Linked DNA regions of Mus musculus: region 1 is linked to region 2. A link is a contact called in public HiChIP or PLAC-seq data. All regions are on one chromosome and are shown on one strand. Each heading gives the region's core, a stretch centred on a gene start, on an enhancer-like site or on the middle of the called end of the contact. The rest is flanking DNA. Distances are from core to core; before and after follow the strand shown.

The links. HiChIP or PLAC-seq counts read pairs in DNA pulled down with a chosen protein or histone mark.
Region 1: a contact with region 2 is called in an H3K27ac HiChIP or PLAC-seq map of SST interneurons, with 13 times the contacts expected there. The contact joins two enhancer-like sites. A contact is called at or near these places in 4 of 39 promoter capture datasets (cranial neural crest, embryonic stem cells, frontonasal cranial neural crest and 1 more), 2 of 484 Hi-C or Micro-C datasets (embryonic fibroblasts and embryonic stem cells), 3 of 115 datasets of contacts at active chromatin or transcription factors (SST interneurons, embryonic basal ganglia and stem cell-derived neural progenitor cells) and 1 of 9 other capture datasets (embryonic stem cells).

What each region holds. Positions count from the first base shown.
Region 1 is chr11:72,010,071-72,012,770 of GRCm38.p6, forward strand. No RefSeq gene overlaps it. Among named protein-coding and RNA genes, the nearest start is that of Aipl1, 26 kb to the right of the region's middle. Within about 2 kb of position 1,356, at least 41 of the 459 cell types and tissues checked have an H3K27ac peak or open chromatin away from gene starts, as enhancers often do. A contact at or near this core is called in SST interneurons, where this site is marked.
Region 2 is chr11:71,408,868-71,411,608 of GRCm38.p6, forward strand. No RefSeq gene overlaps it. Among named protein-coding and RNA genes, the nearest start is that of Gm33249, 25 kb to the left of the region's middle. Within about 2 kb of position 1,329, at least 5 of the 459 cell types and tissues checked have an H3K27ac peak or open chromatin away from gene starts, as enhancers often do. A contact at or near this core is called in SST interneurons, where this site is marked.

The DNA of each region.
Region 1 (2,700 bases), core at 106-2,605, 600 kb after region 2:
CCTGAGATGTGAAGTGGTCCCTCAGGATCACATGACTAGAAGACCTAGAGATCAGAGCTAATGCTGGAATCACTGAGAGTTCAGCGTTCTCCTAGCCTAACTTGTGGTTCTAACTTGCAAACATTGTGGCCATTCAGTATGCATTTCTGGAATTTAATGCGCATTGAATCAGCTTGTATCTTCTCTAAAGAGACATGATATGAGGCATGTATGTATTTCAAATAAAAAAGGGAGTTTCAATTTTTCAAAGTTTATGAAATGAAGCAGCCCCAAGGCATGTCTTGCAATGAGGTCGGATTTACGCAAAACAAGCCACCAGGTCTGAGAGATGCTCTCTTATCCCCTGACCTCTGGCAAGTCCCTTCCTCACCCAACAGTTTATTCTCAGCTGTTACACAACGGAGTGGGATCAATGCTCACTGGAGTCTCTCTCTACTCGAAGAAAAATGCTTTAATCAATTAGGTCTGGGCATTGGGCCAACATTTTCACATTCTCACCATAAACCATTCTGTAAGCTGTAAGAGGAGGCAGAGGTATTTGGAGTCCTCTGAAAGAAGGCTGAAGTCATCTCCCTCTAGACCACGGATCTCAAGGCCAGCAGGAGCCAAAGACAGGCAGGCCACTGCTGTAAGTTTGCAGGTGACCAGTAAGCCTCTAAAAAAAAAAAAAATCACGGACTTCTCAGACCAATACACTGGGAACTGCTGGTCCTGACTCTGCATTTCACAAAGGCACTAGTCCTGGACAGCATCTCTCTTCCTTCAGCGAGGGATCACAGAAGAGATGATGAGCAGCTAATACAACCTCCACGAGGAGCTGAGAAGATAGCACAATGGGTAATGTGCTTGCAGCACAAGTGTGGAGACCTGGGATTGAGTCCTCAGAATCCACATAAAGTCCGGGAGTGATAGGTCCTATCTGTAATCCCAGCATCCTGCAATGAGATGGAAGCAGAGACAGGAGAACCCCCAGAAGCTGCGGGACCAGCGAGCCTGGACCACACAGCAGAGAACAACAAAAGAAAGGCTCCGTCTCAAACTAGAGAGAAAGCAGAGTCCAAAGGTTATCCTCCAACCTCCACACACAGGCTGTGGCAAGCTTTCCCCTGTGAGTGCACAACCACACACATACAAAGTAAAGAAAGAAAGAGAGAAATGTAAACATTAAAAACTATCATCCACGATCTGGAGGAACTAAAACAACCTCTTGCATATCCGACACTCCTTAAGGGAAGCTCTGTAGCCAGCTCTTCACCAGCAGTGGGTCCCCAGCTCACCCAGCATCTCATCCTGCTTGGTGATGCTCTGAGCAAGTGCCAGCAGAGCCACCTGGCTAGAGGGGCAGGAAGAAAGCAGTTCAGAAATGAGGCTGCTGGGAAGGAAGCGTTTGACGGAACTTCCTGGTTCCTTCTGAATAGTAATGAGTGGTGTGCAGAAGTCAAGATTTTTATTTCTTGTTTTTCAAAAGCCACATTGATGGGAGCAGGCTCACAATACAAACAGTGGTGATTGCAATCACTTGCTGTTCCCATGGTAACAGACAAGATTAAAAGGGCAAACAACAGAGCTGGAACTCTCTTCAGATTAAACTCTCCTGATTTTAATTGCCAGGCAGCACGCTGACACATGAAATCCCAGACTCTGTTTAACAAAATCAAAACCTCCCCTCTGCTACCGACGGGATTAATTCAGGCTGACCAGACTAGTCCTCACTCTCCCCGTGCAGGGCTTGAAGCACCACAAAAAGTCAAGCCTTGCATACCTCCAGCACCAGAGGGTCCATTACCTGCAGCAGAGAATCCCTCTGTGTTGCCCCAACTGCTAATCTCCATTAATAAGCTCCTGCTTTCATGGCCACCAGCGCCAAGCAGTTTTGTGCTTCCTGCCTTGCAAATGAGGGAACTGCAGCTTGGAGAGATTAGAGTTAAGTGCTAGACACTCAGTACCATCCTGTCTGTCCCCAAACCCAAGATACTTTGCCAACCCTCTGCCTCTGGAGGAAGGAATGGAAAAGTGTGGAGATGATTGGCTTGCAGGGGTGACATGACATAGAAAGGCCAGAGACAGCTGGGCAGTTGACACCTGGCCCTGACCCAACAGTTCCCTGCTAGCCCTTGTCCCTCCCCAGAGAAACTGTAATTCTAACTGAGAGCTCAGCTCTACCTTGGTGCCACTCAGCAGGGTGGTGGTGTTGTAGTAATAATATTCTTGGATTTTCTTCATTCCATGGTGCCTGCTTTCCCCGGCTCCAGCTTCTTTCTCTCCTGGGTGGTGAGTTTTCACCTCACACAGCTGCTTGGAGTTTGATCAAGTTGGTACAAAGCCACCTCGGCAAGCCTAGGGAGAAAGAGCCCTTCAGAAAAACAACACTGAAATAAAACAACAAAAGATTCACTGGGAAATAATGATTGAACAAGCCATGCAGGGCATCTGCTCTCCAGCCCCAGATAAACAAAGTCAATCTCTAAACCATGTAGTCAGGCATTATTTACTGCTCAACTTCTTATTGGGCACCTACAGTATTCAAAAGAAAATTGCTACATCATTCAACACAGGGACGTGCAGCAGGTGCTGCCACCAGCATCCACCAGAGCAAGATACAAAGTATACAATATACATGGTGCTGGACTACTGATGCTGAGACATTATCCTGGAAGGCTTAGGAAAGTAGTCTTTTCATCACTTGTTCAGCTACTGCTG
Region 2 (2,741 bases), core at 79-2,578:
TCCTGTACATGACCAGCAGGAGGTAGCAGAACTGGATCTACTGTGGCTAAGAGTTGGAAGTCAGGTATGTCCAACCTTTTGATATTGCAATATAGTGTTGTCATCTACAAAGCTTACCCTCAAAAACTGCATAATTAAGTCACAAATAAGCCACCAACCAACCAACCAACCAACCAACCAACCAACCAACACTACCTGACAATGTTCTAAGCTTACAATTTTGTGTCTATATTCATAGTTAATTTTGGTTGTGTGAGGTGGCAAATTGGATACATCTACTTCCTTGAGCCACCTACATACATTTCCAAGATAGCCCCCTGGAGCCCTGCCAATCTTTTTTCCCTCTGCCCCTTTTCCATTCCACTCTCTCCCTTTGTCCCCCCTTACTTTATTCTCTTTCTCCTCTTCCTCTCCTCCATCCTCCCCTACTTCCTGCCTTCAGCTCCTCACCAGCATCACAAGGACCTGGCAGGAGGCAGAGCCAGCCTTGCATGTGGCAGAATAAATGCTGAGCTGTGACAATCCTGTCGGCCTCAGAGAGAGAGGTTTTATGTAGTTTTTGGCATTTACAAATCCTTTGTGAAAAGGTCACTCTGTTCTTGGAATCTTTTATTAATGCTGAAGACTGGCCCCGGAAATGTCATGTCTTTTTACCATGATATTTACTCAAAAAAGTATGACTAAGCATCGGAAATTCTATCAGCAGCTCGACCCCGGCCAAGCTGGGGATTCTGTGGGGACAAATAGATGTTGGTTTTTCTGGCATATGGGTGCTCCAATCTCTGAGAACCCTGAGTGAAGGACAAGGATGGGTGCTATCTGGGTGTCTACTGCTGCGGTCCCACCAGCTCAAGAGGACAAGCAGGGCATCTAAACTGGAAGGGAACATGCATATATGCAATTCTACATCCCCACCTTATGGATATGAAGACTGAGGCTCAGAGAGAGGAGGATTACATATGCCCTGCATCTGCACCAGATAGCAAGTCAAGGGCAAATGGAGACTAAAGACTGGGGTTTCTGCTCTGAGTCAGCAGGCAGGGCTCTTCACTGCAATCCAATGTAAGCTACAGTGGAGGGAAAACAGGCCTGGACCACTCTGCCCCTCTATAGTCTCCACTGTCTCTCTGCCTTACTGCTCAGAGCAGCATCCACCCTTCCTCGGAGCCCTCTTAACCTTCAGATGATCTCGGGGGAGTTGGACAGAGAGAACTCAAAGTCTATTCCATTATCCTATTTCTCTCAGATTGCCACAAGATATTCAGCAGACTGGGGACTCTGACATCAGTCACTTATTCTCTCTGTCTTGAGGCTATGGGTATAAGATTGAGCTCAGTATGGCTGGCCGCTAGGCTCTATTCCTGGCTTGCAGATGGATGCTTCTCCCTGTGTCCTCACGTGACCTCTTCTTTGTGCCTTTCTAATTGCTCATCCTTTCTGATGTCTATTCTGAAAAGAACACTCATCCCATCTCCAGAGCATCACCTTCATGACATCATCTAACCCCGATAACCCTTCAAAGGGCTCATTTCTGCCATTATCACCCTGGCTAATAGGGCTTCAACACGTGAATGTGGGGCACACTCAGCTTTAAGCACTCATCGTTGTCAAAGGGACAAAGGAGGTGACAAAGAATGGGAAATGAACAGGTAAACTGCCCTGGTGTGCTTGAACATGCTTTGTTGTTGTTTTGACTCTGGAGGAAACCTGGGAAGGAAGGGGAGTCCAGCTCTGCCTGCTCAGCCCATCAGAGAAACTTGCATTTTGAGGAGGGAGGCAATCTTCAAGCAAGGAGACGAATAAACTGAAGGGGTGTAGAGGAGATTGCTTGTTAGTTTTTGGTACTAATGCTGTCTTCAACTACCCCTCTCCTTCCACCCATTTCAATGGTCTGAATGAGATTAGAAGCTGAGTCAGCAAAAACAACCCCCATCCCACTCTCACCTGAATGGCCAATCAGCGCTTCAGAGACATTTACTGGGACTCCATGAGTTCCTCATGGATTTGAATCAGAAAGGATGTGGCATCAAGTCAGTGGTAATCTTATGTGACATAGGCTTGTCTTCATGAGGTCAGAGTTTGATCTGTATACCAACAACCCAACCCGGAGCATAGAAGTCTTAATATACATTTGTGGCTAGTGTATTTCAGACTATCCATATCCAGCCACACCTGCAGCAAGACTGTTTCTAAATATTGGTTATGTAAGCCTACATATTTCTCTCTCTTTCTCTCTCTCTCTCTCTTTTTTCCTTTGGTTTTCCGAGACAGGGTTTCTCTGTATAGCCTTGGCTGTCCTGGAACTCACTTTGTAGACCAGGCTGGACTCGAACTCAGAAATCCGCCTGCCTCTGCCTCCCGAGTGCTGGGATTAAAGGCTTATGCCACTACACCCAGCTATATTTCTCATTTTGCTTAGCCAATTTAAGTCAGATTAACTGGCCATTTGTGACCTAAGTCAATTAAAGTCTGAGGATAAAGACAAGGAACTGGTCCTCCCTCGTCTTCTGATCCAGCTTGGAGAAAGCAAAGGAGGGTCTTCCTGGGAGCTCTCTCTGGGAACAAAACTCCTGGTGGGTTCCTTGTGACTCATGGGATTGGTTGACTGTTGGACACTGAAACTTTCCTGGTTATAGTAGGGAAGAAGATGGCCCAGAACTGACATTATTCCTGTAAGGGACATTGCTATCCAAAACAAGAGCCATCAGTACATGACCAGGGTTTCCCATGTCTGCTAACAG